2 separate regions of the Zea mays genome follow, and region 1 is linked to region 2. The links are chromatin contacts, called in public Hi-C maps. All regions are on one chromosome and are shown on one strand. The core of a region is the stretch at or near the end of the contact, and the rest is flanking DNA. Distances in the headings are between cores, read along the strand shown.

Evidence for each region. A called contact is a pair of places that touch in the nucleus more often than the background predicts.
Region 1: a Hi-C map of leaf shows a contact between it and region 2, with 6 times the contacts expected there. The contact joins the enhancer-like site here to the promoter of LOC100283815 in region 2. A contact is called at or near these places in 2 of 25 Hi-C or Micro-C datasets (ear and leaf).

What each region holds. Positions count from the first base shown.
Region 1 is chr7:149,469,697-149,476,442 of Zm-B73-REFERENCE-NAM-5.0, forward strand. It overlaps LOC732820 (LON peptidase 1), which reads right to left. Exons shown (of 17, transcript NM_001112433.2): 15 at 6,196-6,441; 16 at 5,969-6,070; 17 at 5,221-5,727. The coding sequence ends at 5,644. Among protein-coding and RNA genes, the nearest start is that of LOC732820, 11 kb to the right of the region's middle. Within about 2 kb of position 2,910, at least 17 of the 20 cell types and tissues checked have an H3K27ac peak or open chromatin away from gene starts, as enhancers often do. A contact at or near this core is called in ear and leaf, where this site is marked.
Region 2 is chr7:149,398,098-149,404,769 of Zm-B73-REFERENCE-NAM-5.0, forward strand. It overlaps LOC100283815 (glucan endo-1,3-beta-glucosidase, acidic isoform), which reads right to left and starts at 3,611. Exons shown (of 1, transcript NM_001156713.1): 1 at 2,199-3,611. The coding sequence starts at 3,441. The coding sequence ends at 2,395. It overlaps LOC103633092 (pantothenate kinase 2), which reads left to right. Exons shown (of 23, transcript NM_001347107.1): 19 at 726-809; 20 at 905-1,099; 21 at 1,205-1,276; 22 at 1,662-1,774; 23 at 1,869-2,032. The coding sequence ends at 1,751.

The DNA.
Region 1 (6,746 bases), core at 1,660-4,159, 71 kb after region 2:
ATGCGCCAAGAAGACAACATATATAATAACAGAGTGCATAGAGATAAATGTCACAATAATCAGAGTACTTATTACATAACGGAAGTCTTACAAAATAAATTATAAATATAAAACGAACTAAGGATCGTCGGCGCCAATATCAACTGAGAGACGCCACCTAGATCAGATCGAACTCCTCGCCTTGTGGCTCCTCCTGAACCACCTGCTCTTCTCCTGTGGGGGGGTGTGAGACAGCAAGGGTGAGCTCACACATGTTCATCGCTCAACAAGTTGTGGGGAATAATGTGACATGAACTCACAAAGGTGAGAGTTCATGTGATGTGTAAGGCTAATCAATGACAGGGGTTAAAGCTGGGCATTGCTTTTATAAGTTGGTCAAAATTTTATTAGCAGTTACTAAGTGTAAGTGAATACCAAACCATAATAAAATAATAGAACAAAATTAATAACAAATCCCATGCAAATGCAAATGACAAATTGAGTTTAGGTTCCATAATTTAATCATCAGAGAGTCCTGAGTCGCTCATGACCGTGAGCTCGACTAGTATACCAGTTTTACACTCTGCAGAGGTTGTACCCTTTACCCACAAGTCGTGTTTCCCATGTCGCCAGGGTTAGCTAGGCCTTTAGACACTACCAAGGTGAATGGCTAGGGATCCACTACGAGGCCTTTACAAAGTTCCACTAGCTTCCGAAAGCCCGCTACAGTTTATGGGAAGAGCACTTGCAAGAATCCCCCGTCTGACCGCCATCGCAGCAAAATCAACCCGAGAACCTCCTTGCATGCAACTCCCCTACTGCCCTTGCCCTTTCGGGTAAGGTAGTCTTCCACTAGCTTTCCTAATTAGTTAGCCAAGGGGTCCCATTCCTCCCTTGTGGTGGCACGTGTTTCTCAAGTTAAGCTCCATGTTCCAATTAACAATAATATAATGATCTTGACATGAACATAAATAGAATAACAAAATAACTGGAACATGGATATAATAAATGATTATCCCAAAACCATATAAAGCAATAGCAAAAACTACCCATGTGATTCAGGGGTAAACAAGGTAATGAGATAAACAATCTAGGGTGACCTATTGGGTCCCATCAAAATTAAGCTTATGCATGGTAAATGATTATAAAGAACATTATTGGGTAACAAAAGTGAATCAAGGGCACAACTTGCCTGACACTTGAGATTCCAGGTACCAACTTGCTTTTCAGCTGACACGTGTCCTCGCGCTAGTCATAGCAATACAAACAAACATGGCATAGATAAAATTAACATCACACCAAACATAAGAACAAACTGAATAATAAAGATCTATGCGAAGTTACGAGATCGCGGGAACGAGAACTACTAAGATCGGAGTCGTGGTTAAGGAGTTATGATTTTATGTAGTTATTAAGTACCTAGAATAGAGTAATTCATGGGAATAATTTTAAATCAAGTTTCATGGTTAGATAAAGGTACTAGGTGATAAACAATATTTAAACAAAATAAATGCCACTGGAATGAATCAATTTGGAGTTATATATTTTAAATTATGAATTTCTGATGGTTTTATGTGCTTGAAATAGTATTAAATGAGAGATTAATTTTCTTACTGTTTTCATGTCAAAACAGAGATACTATGTTATAAACAATAATATTATGGAATTATAGAAATTGGAATGGGTCAATTCGAAGTTCATATGAATTTTATATGAATTAAACAAACTCTAACCATAAAAAAATAGATTTCTAATTCCTTTTCCTGGATTTCCTATTTAATGGACTGGGCATACTAATATTAGAAAGTGCAGGGGTCCTTGTGTAAATGTTTCCAAGACCCAGGTGCCCACTACTGTAGGACCGCGGGTTTATTCTTGATAAACAGAGGGACTCTTTTGAGATGTTGCCACGCGAAGGGGTATCTACCTACTAGAGCTGTCAGATCCCATCTGAACGACCAGGATTACATCTTGCTACAATAGAATTGGTGTGGATCCCAAACCATCCAATTTCGATCCTACGCTTCGGATTTAATGAGGCCAAGACCCGACTCCGATCGCCGATTGACGGACGGACGGTCACGATCTACATCCCTCCCACAACCATCAACCTGGATTCGATCCCCATCGTGTATCGCAAGATCGACGGCCAACCATACATCCTGGCCGAGCCGTACCCTAGGCCAAATCTTCACCGTCACCCCAGAATCCGAGGCCCACGAGCTCATCACCTACCTCCCGACAGACAACGAACGGCGATCTCCATCGGAGATCGTTGAGCGGTCCGCTGGCCCAGACGCAACCCATCCTATGTACTATGACGTGATGCAATGCTTGATGAAGGCGGATCTACAGGGGATAGTCCATACCATGAATCTGGTGACAGCCTGTCCTGGGCGCGGTGGAGATTGGTTCACAACGGAGTTCATCGTCGATGGGGGTATTTCCGAGGTCTTCTTCGCAAAGCCCGATACCCCGCACGACTTCAATCACTGGGATCACGAGCACCCTCCACCGACGACCCACCCAATCAACAGAGAGGGCAGTCACCAGAGAAGCTGACGGCGATGTGCAGCCCGTACTCCGGTCCAGTGAGCTAACGTTTGCGACCGTCAATGACTCCAGCTGGTGTTACAAGGCGGTCGTGGGGGTGGGTTCAGAGGGTAGGCACGAGAGAGTATTCCCCCCTCTTATCCAGAGATCCCAGGGAATCGGGCGCAGGTAATCCGCGCGCCACGGCCGGTGGTTACGGAGAGTTCCGCTTCCTAGGCAGGCGATCCGGAGGGGATATATCTCACAACTCGGTCCAAGGACGCAGCGACCCAGGGGGTTGTGTACGCGAGGGAGCCACTGTTCACGGGGTCCACCACACAGAAGCTGGTGCGAGATAAACGCACGCGTGGCGTTAGTACTGGCAGGCGGGCCCGGCCCACGTGGCTGTGAACTTGAGTCTGGCAAGTGGGGCATGTCGGTCAGCCCAGGGCTAAGGGCGCGCACGGTAGACGGGATGGGCCGCGTAGGGTTTGCTTCTGGTGGGCCGAAATAGGTGCCCCGAGCCCAGGTAGAGTTTATTCCTTCCTCTTTTTCCTTTTATGTTTTCTTTTTCTTTTCTTCCTTTTAAATTTTAGATTTCAAATTTGAATCTATTTTTGTGTGAAGATCAAACTCAGGCTAATTGTCCAAATCTTCATAACCATATGAACAAATTTTTATTTATTTATGTCTTTATTTTATCCTATTTGTTTAGTATTTTCTCATCCTTCTCAAATTATAGAATTCTCTTTAGAATTCAATCTCCAATTTGGGTGTCCACATATTTCTTTTATATTCTAAATTTCCCTTTTTGAAACTTTAATATATTTCTGGTCATATTGTTTTTATATTGTCACCAAATGCACACAAAAATAAAAAAATCCCAGCATGATGCATAATTTATTGTTTGGTATCTTTTGTTATTTGTTTATTTGTTTTCATGTGATGTTCTCATGAAATGATAAATATAGATCACACACACATATATAAAGGAATAAAATTTCTCTTTTTAGTCTTTTCTTTTTAGATTGTCCTGTGCACTAGGAACAGGGGCCCTAACCGCTAGTTCCAGGTGGCACTATGAAGAGAAGAGCATCGGACTGTCCGGTGTGAAAAGCCTACGCGCCAACGGTCACCTGCGGTGTCAACCCAACGGCTAGGCGCACCGGACAGGGGCACCGGACTATCTGGTGTGCCACAGAAAGCAGCATCTTTTCTCCAATGACTAGTTTTGTGTTGGGGACTATAAATACACCCCAACCGGCCATTCCAAGGTGTGGGAGCGCAAGCAACATACCAAGACATATTATAGACATTTCTAAGTGCTCAAACACCCAAGTGCTTAATAGAATCACTCGATGATTAGCGTAGGTGTTTTGCGAAGTGCTTAGTTTAGTTAGACCGCAATAGCGCTTGCTCTAGGTGAATCCTAGTTAGTTGAGTGAGTTTAGATAAACCACATAACCCCTCGGCTCTTGTGCGAGCCATTGTAATTGTACCGAGTGGGGCCGAGAGTCTTGCGAAACCGTGACAACCGTGTTTGTGTCATGGCCGCCACCGTGTACCGGAGGGAACGAGGCCCGCGGCGTTTCGGCCGGAAGCTCGATAGTGGAGACGGCAGGGAGCGTCCGAGAGGAGCCGGAAGCGGAGCACCACTTACGTGTGAAGAAGACCCGCGTATCTTTATGAAGCTACTCGACTGAGGTGCTTGGCCCTCGCGTGGGCTTCCCTTTGCGTAGGGGCACCAACGATGATTAGTCAAGACTTTGCGTGGTTATGGATACCTCGGTAAAAATACCGGCGTCATCCACGAGAGTTTGCATCTCTATCTTGCTCTTTAAGTTTCCGCATTTATATTAAGCATTTAAGTTTCAATCTTATATTCATACTCATATAGTGTAGATTGAAACGTAGCCATTGCGGTAGAGATAGCAACACTTAGACAAAACCTAATTTACACATTATAGTTTAATTATTTGTATAGATGTTGCTCTATGTATTTATTTGTGGCCTATTTTAGTGAAAGTTTTAGAAGTCCTAATTCACCCCCTCTTAGGCGTCATCTGTTTTCTTCAGTCCCTATAAACAGCGCTACAGTGCATAGGAGGCAGATTTTCTTTACGATCTATAGGCGTATTTTTCGTTGGATCGCTAGCATTCAAAGCTGTCAGGGCAACGGCAAGGACGTTTTTGAATTGCCTTCGAGCATTCGATGGTACCTTTGTAATATCATGAATAAAGAAAGGGTGAGACATGGAATTGTCCTTATACTTACATGTTTTCTCATAAAATACCCTTATATGTCTTGACCTTCTCTTGATTTACCCATATTAGTTTTAAGGGGATTAAAGGTGGAAGGAACCATATTACTTTAACTATGTTATTTTGTTTTGATTCTTTCCAGGTGACCAACATTTAGCTTCGCCAACTTCTTTAGGATCTCTGTCTCAATCAATTGCTAGCGTGCATGTTGTCCACTGTGACAATTTTAACGTCATCTACATGATAATGGATTCTGTACATCACGTCGCACAAAAGCACATCATAATCGACACCCATTTCTTACTTAAGAAGGCTGCTTTTGAGTCTAAGTGCAGTTATGTGTGGATATAATCAATGAGCAAAGGTTTGCGGATATAATTAACGAGCAAATGTTTGCATTTTCGGTTGTTTATTGAAGAAATGTGAATATGCACATTTTGTAACAAGTCACCCAACCCTAAAGTACGTATGATATTTCTCAATCTCTTTGGCTTTCACAACCTCGGTTTAACTATGTTTCCCTGGAATAGATTACATAATATTACATATACACTCAAATTATCGACAGAAACCCACCAGTGTTCCTACCAGATTTGTGTTGCTGTTGCATCTGTGCATAAATACCGACAGCTGGTTTCACATAAATATGCAGGGAATCCCACTATCCCAGCAGAGAATCTTCTCGTTATTCTCAGAATTCTGACCAGTAATCCTGTATACACATTCCAGACGCGAAGCCAAACCGAAAAGGGCGTGCCAAGACCTGTGCTGGCAAGAGAGCTAGGCTCTTACTCTCACACTGTTGACCATTCGTGGTACTGTGACGATGATCCTCTCAAGCAAACATCCATACCAAACGCGACTTGGGTGCTACAACTTGGAGCGTGATCTAAGTGGGCATCGGCCTTCGAAAGCATGGTCGAGTACTTCCTCGATGCGCTTCACAAGCAGAATCTGACAGCAGAAAAATATATTTGATAAGCACCGAATTAAAAGGCCGGTTTCACCAACTACTTCCAAAATTACATATTAAGAGGTTTTATGTTTGAATCTAGTTTGTGGATGCCCCTAAACTGCAGGAAAATCTAGCTTTAGTTTTAGTAGCTCCAAGGTTCAGAAATCGTCGAAGATCAAACAACACCTTAGTACCAAAAAGCTGCCCAAGCAACATGCAAACAACAATGCAACAACATACCTCCATGTCGGAGAGAATTGGTAATGGAACCTCTGATAAGTCCTTCAAGTTCCTTTCAGGTAAAATTACTCTCTTGATTCCATAACGATGTGCCGCAAGTACCTAAATTCCAAAGGATTGTGGAATTAAACAAAGCAGAAGGGTACCGGCTCAAAAATGATTAAACCTTCCACATTTTCAAAGTAGAAGGATAAAAAAGAGAACGGGGTTAGGCAATGACCAAGCACCTTGTCCTTAACACCACCAACTGGCAATACAAGGCCCCTTAGAGTCATCTCGCCAGTCATAGCAGTATCTGCTCTGACTTTTCTGTTACTAAAAAGCGACACCAGTGCCGTTACCAATGTCACACCTGCAGAAGGGCCATCCTTTGGCACAGCACCAGCAGGAAAATGTATGTGGATATCACGGCTCTCCAATAAGTTGATATCAGAAGTAGGTGACAAATTGAGGTCAGCAGCTCTTGCTCTCACCTGTAAAAATCAAGGTCGTATTGTAGTAACAAAACAACAACTTATTCGATTTAAGATGTCCCGACATGCAAAACTAATCAATTAAGCTTGTGATATTTAATTGTAAATAGTATTTTGCAAAGAAAATACAGCTAAAATTTCAAAGCTTCAACAATAGGGATGCAAGTGGTAACAACAGAGGTGCTAACAGGTGGCAATGCCATTTTAGTTTATTTTAGCAAATTTTGGGTCAACCCCAAAATAAACTCTATCCATCAGAGTTTAAATAAACATAAAAGCATGAAGTCGTCAAATATAAATTAGGT
Region 2 (6,672 bases), core at 2,361-4,860:
CATTGGGAAGAGAGACAGGGGAAGGGCGAAGTTGACATGAGAAGAGACAATAAAAGGGAACTTGAAAGGATGCAATATATTCAAAGATTTAACCTTGAATATGAGTGCATAGAAAATAGCTATTGATGTGTCTGAACCTTGACTTGTGGTTTCTGTTGGGTTTTAGCTCTAACGTACCCCAACTTGCTTGAGACTAAAGACTATTGTTGTTGAAGATATGGACTCCATGAAAAATCTGGAAGATATCCTTGGTGAATGTCGCGATACTTTCTGAAAGATCTTATTTTTTACAGCCTCTAGCTGAGTTGGTTAGGTGGTCTAAGTAGCACTTCTCAGGTACTGGGTTCGACTCCTCGTGTGAGCGAATTTCAGGTTATGGTTAAAAAAAAATCATCGTCTATCCCACACCAAATTCATCGTCGTTCTCACATAAGCTACGGTGCCGTTGTGTATGGTTGCCCAGGGGTTCGGGAGTTTTCTCGACCTATGTGAGAAGGTCTTCTTAATATAATATCGTGGGGGTGGTCTTACCCCTGCAGGTCGAGTTTTTTTTATTTTTGACAGCCCATGGCTGAAAAATGGAGATGATTTTAGCTTTCCGACTGACCGTGTAAAATAATCATAGAACTGAAGGAGACCTTCAATTTTATCCCATTTGGTGATTACTTATGGAATATACAATTGTCATAAATTTTCTATTGATAATAGATGTTTAATTTGATCAGGTAGTTCTTGTTGCAAATTCGTTGCCGGCTTTGAATGATGTTACCGCTAATGAACTTCCAGAAGTTATAGCTGAAGCCTCAAAGGTACAAAGTGGTGCTACCTTGCCATTTAGCTGCATTATTTATCGTTGGCAGCTCTAAGTTCATATAATGATATAACTCATGATAATGTATCACAGCACTGTGGTATCCTTCGGAAAGCTGCAGAAGCTGGTGGATTGATAGTCGATGCAATGGCTGGCATCCAAGATGATCTCAAGGATGAGACAGTGTCAGTGCCACTAATGGTTGTTGAGAATGGATGCGGCAGTCCATGTATTGATTTCCGGCAGGTTAGCTCAGAGCTTGCTGCTGCTGCAAAGGATGCAGATTTGGTAAGAAGGCTGTAGCATTTGAACTGAATGCATTTTCTCATGCAAAAATCGTTTGCAATGTTCTGTTATTTATAATATGTTGGCTTGCTTTCCAATACAATGCAGTTAATTTTAGAAGGCATGGGGCGATCACTGCATACCAACCTCAATGCCCGTTTTAAGTGTGATGCTCTAAAGGTACTTGTTTCTTTCTGCAAACCTTACCTATTTGTTGCTACACAAGTACGCAGGCAACCTTGATAGTTCTAAGGGCCTAGAAATTTCCTCATCTTACAAAGAAGGAATCATAGATTTTGCATTTAAGATTAAGAAAAAAAGGATGTGCAGTACATTTTATGGTTAGATCAGTTGCAGATCATAATTACAACAATATTTTCAGTCATAGACACTGAACTGCACTCCAAATTCCAATGATTTTAATTACCAATGTAGCTTTAACTGAAGCTGGAACTTCCTTACATTTCTATCAGTTTGCTGGAGCTAAGGAGCAGAATATCTAATCAGTGTTATGTCCCACCTAATCATGTATGCCATTTTTTACATGTCGAGCTTTTATGCGCAGCTTGCTATGGTCAAGAATCAGCGATTGGCAGAAAAACTCTTCAATGGGAGTCTATACGACTGCATCTGTAAATTTGAACCAGTTCCTTAACAACATGGTAGCGACTGCGGAGGGTTGGTATTGCTCACTAGTTTTTCCACGGCATTGCTCAAATCTGGTATCTGTTCTTCAGTTTAATCACCCGTTTTCAGTTGTGTCATCTTGCAGCAACTAGCAGAAGCAGCTTGATTGGTGTAGCCGGTGAGACAGAAACAATCATACAGCGTACGGCATAACCGATCCTTCCATGTACGGGGTACAAGAAACGCCCTTTCAATAAAACAATAACAGTGTTTTCTGAAACGATATAATAAAGGCTCTAAAGGCTCTTTCCAGAAATATTGAAGGGAAAAGTTTGAGCCAGCAACTGGAGTTCGTGTTTAAGCCAGAACTAGTTAGCAGCCTACCATGGCGAAAGTAACATACTCGAACCAATCTTGGAAAGATCCTGTCATTCTTGTGCCATGCTCGAATCAATCCATAAATTGTTCAGACACTGCCGGGACAATGCCATCACTCAAATGCTAAGAATCAGTTATTAGTCTTCGCATGTGGGCAACTATAATAAATCAATAAACGACACAGTAGTCACGAGACATGTAAAACAAGAGGGGATGTGAGGCATTTTTTCTTCAGCATACACCAGTTGATCCACTAATCAACAAGCCGTCCATCGCTCCAGAAACTACCAGCTCTAGGCAAAGTTGATGTCATACGCCTTACTGCCGTCCGCCCTGAAGATGCCAAAGTGGCGCTCGAACTCGGGGCCGGGCTTGCCGTCCTCGTCGTACAAGTCGAACAGGAACACCTCCACGGGCACGCCGGGCCGCTTCGGCGTGCCGACGCCGCGCGCCGCCCTCTCCACAATCTTGGCGTTGTACGCTGCGGCGTTCTGCGGGGTGGCGGCCGGGTGCCCCGCGGTTGGCCACCCGGTCTCGGTCACCGCGACCGGCACGCCGTCGAACCCCTCCTTCTCCAGCGCGGCCACCAGCGCGTCTACCGTGGCGTCGAACAGGTTCGTGTACACCAGCGCGCCGTCCTGCACCGGCGCCGCGCCCGCTCCGAAGAGCGCGTACGCGAGCTGCACGTTCGCCGGGTCGTTCACGTGGCTGATGAAAGGGTAGGCGTTCACCATGAAGGGCGCACCGGTGTCGGCCAGGAACCGCAGCATGGGGCGGAGGACGGGGAGGGAGGCGGCGTCGAACGCGCCGGCGGAGGGCGGGTACGAGGCGGCCAGCACCGAGGAGGCGTGCGCGGAGGAGACCTTGACCCTGCCGTCCAGCCCCAGGGTGGCGAGCGCGGCGTGCAGGTTCCGCATGGCCGGCACGAGGTGAGGCGCATAGAACTGGTTGTTGTACAGCACCTCGTTGCCGACGGCGAGGCACCGGACGCGCTCGGCGGGGGCGTGGGCCAGGACCGCGGACCGCAGCCACTGCGCCGCGCCCTCGGGCCCCGCCGCGGCCAGGAAGGTGAGGTTCTCGTTGGGCACGCCCACCATGAGGTCGATGCCCGCCGCGGCGAAGGCCGGGAGCACGGCCGGGTCCGGCAGGAAGAGCCGCGCCTTGGTGATCCCGTTCCGCTTGAGCAGTGCCGCGGCGGCCGACGGCGGCGGGAGGTTACTGCCAACGCGGCCGTGGCAGATGCCGATCTTGCCCGCGTCACCGGCCGCCGCCGCCACTGCCATCGACGCGACGGCGAGGAGGACGTGGCCGAGAAGACACAAGGCTATTCTCGTGGCCATTGGTGAAGGAAAGAAGGAAGGAAGAATGCCACGCTTTGGTTGTGTTGTCGCCGTTAAATAGATTCTGCTTTGGCAAGAATTGTATGGTTCTGGTTGCTTGTAGTTGTAGTTGTGGCAGATCGAGGAAGTTAAGGTTGAGACTTGAGGATGGGCTTTGTGGCAGATCCACGTGGGTCACTGCTTGGTTATGATGCTTATGGTCTTTTGATGGGCTGTTTGGATCGGGTTGGTAGTGGCCGTTGACACACATAGCCGTTGGTTTTTCAAACTATGCTTTTGTGCTAAGCAAGGAACGGCCGTACCTGAGAATCTGATATGCACGCCCACTGGCACGCGCGGGGCTGAATTTTGAAATGGCAAGAAAAAACGTCCACATTGATCAAACCGTTGCTGTGACTACTAGGTTGCGTTTGTTGGCAAGCAGTCCTTCTGTGCAAGCGTGCAAGCAAACCATCTGATCCATTAGATCGTGATTCAACCGTAGGTCACATTTAACACTTAAACCCTTCCACCACCAGCTCAATAATCTTTATAAAAAACTCCCTAACAAATCATAGTTGTATCTGTGGTTGGATCGTAATCTAATGGATCAGATGGTTTGATTGCACGCTTGCACAGAAGGACTGCTTGCATAACAGTCGTTACCGCGTTTGTTTGTAATTATAATATGTCTAGATTATTAGTTTAAAAGTTGTTGGATTATATAATCTTAGCATATTATAATTCTAAACAAACACTCCATAAGTCTCCGGACGCTTCATAGTCTGCAGGGATGACAACGACTAAGATATGCGGGCAGAGACAAGGACACACTCATGGTCACCAGAGAAAAAAAGATATCATTATTCACATCCACTATCCATCCAGCGATGAAGCTAAAGCGAACCAAAGCAGGGTGCAAATGACTTGATGGTGTATAGTAATAACTCATAGATGGTGCGTATATAGTGAAAATTTGGTCTAAATCACTAGTTTTTAAAATTTTCGTGGGTGCATGTCCATTCACCATCACCTACATAGCTACGCCCCTGTATCCATCATACGTGTAAAATTATTCTATGCCCGTCACCCACAAGGATAATGGGTATCCATCCATCAGGTACCTATGCCTATCAATATTTTAGTAGACATGATCAGTTTTAATCGCAACAGTAAGAATAAAATTCAAAATATGAAAGCCACAAACATCATCAATAATGAAGATGCTACAATATCATACTATTTGTCTCTATCATAGACTTTTGGCGTTTTATACGGAACACTTAAGTTTTTAGAAGGCACCGGACATGCGAAAGGACCTAGATGGCTAGACGAGGTCAAATAGCCTATTAAGGAATTATTGTACAATTTTTTTATTTCAACTAGAGGCAATATATATGATTATGTGGAAGCGATTTCATGTTTTAGTTTTGTTTTAGACTATTCTTCTAAATACACTAATAGCTTGTGAAAGATCTATATGATTAAGCTACTTGATGATAAGAGAAACAATGTTACACAATAAGTAGATGAAATACTACAAGTATATGTAACTGGAAGCATAGTTTGGAGTGTAAACCATATGAGACAAGTGATGACATGATCTTTATCCCTGAGGCTCGGTTGCTTGCTGACAACCGACATCCTTATTATGGTTAGTCCAAACTAGGTGATTCACATGTTAATTGGTATTATGCCTAGCCTACAATAAGGGTTCTATAAGAATCGCACTAATGAAACACTCCAACAAAGCCATGATATTACTAGAGTTGGCATTTACTAATCTTCCACATGGATGACCACAAGAGCCTCTGACAATTGATGATCGAAGTCAATAAAAATCACAAAATCCGCTCAACAATCTTTTGCTGCCTTCAAGCCATCTAGGTGGGCGACAACCACCAATGGTAAAAAATCTCGTAGCTTAACCACCATGGGAGCCAGTTTGTCTCTCATAACATCGGCAAAGGACTTTGTTGAAGTCGCACTCCATAGATGCCCAACAAAGTTCGTCGGATTGTGGAATTTCGTGGGGGTTATTCTTTGATTTAGGGTTTGAGAAGGGAATCAAATTCTCTTCCATTGGTGGAGCGTGAAGGCATGGAGGCAAAGAGGTATCTGATGCGCTGACTCAAGGTCACCCCTAACTCATGCTTACCATCCTCCTTATTGCTTTCACATGGACCTAACTGCCCTAGGATTTTCAAATGATTCTCACCTTAGGGCTTGTTCGGTTGTGTCTAAATCGAAGTGGATTAGAGGGAATTAAATCTATCTCTAGTCAAAATTGAATAGAATGGAATTAATCTCCCTCAATACTCTTCGATTCAGACGCAATCCAACAAAGCTTTAGGTGGTGTTTAGAACCATGGCCCCTAACCGTAACCACTTCCTTGCTCGTGTTCCTTGTCATCTTCTGCCCTCACGTGCCAAACTCTAGTTCTTATCCACTCTGTCATTGCTGAGGAAGTAAAGCTTGATTGGAACTTGCTTGATCTTAACCGCGGGGAGGGGAGGAGTGGGCCATGCACCCTCTTATTAGTCTTGTACAATTTTTTTATATCTAATGATCATTTACTATTAAATATAGAAAAAAATGAAGTTTTGTATATGCTAAGGCTTTGTTCCAAACCGCTGAAATAGCGACTAAAATTAGCGGGACATGTTAGAGCGACAAAAAAGCGATTATTTTTCTAATATTAATTTTAGGGTTAATGTTGGAGCTCATTTTGAGCAGGGCGGACGGTCCGGACGGTCCGCGCCTGGGGGCCGGACGGTCCGCGCGTAAGCAGAGCAGTTTAGGGTTCCGAGTTTTGTGCTACGGTTGTTAGCTAAATTCGCGGGATTCACTCGGAAATTTGTTTGTAACGGGTCCAGCCCTCCTCCTCTATAAATAGAGAGGTCTACGGCCGATTTGAGACGACGAATCGAACCTTCAATCAATACAATTTACATTTTATCTTAGGAGTAGTTCTAGTCTAGTTTAGGTTTAGTCTTCCAATCCCCAAATTCTCCGCCTCTCCTCGACTCTACGTCGATTAGAGGAGTCTAGGTCGGCCGGCCCGAGCCTAGACACCACCTAGGATCTCTACTCCCCGACGGGGTCCCTCCCGGGAGCGAGATCCAGGCGCCGTCGGCGATCTTCCGCCGCCCCTGCGTACGCGCGGACCGTCCGGCCCCAGGGCGTGGACCGTCCGGCCGTCAGGCAGGAGCCCTAGCCGCGCACCAGGCCGCGGACAGTCCGCCCTTGCG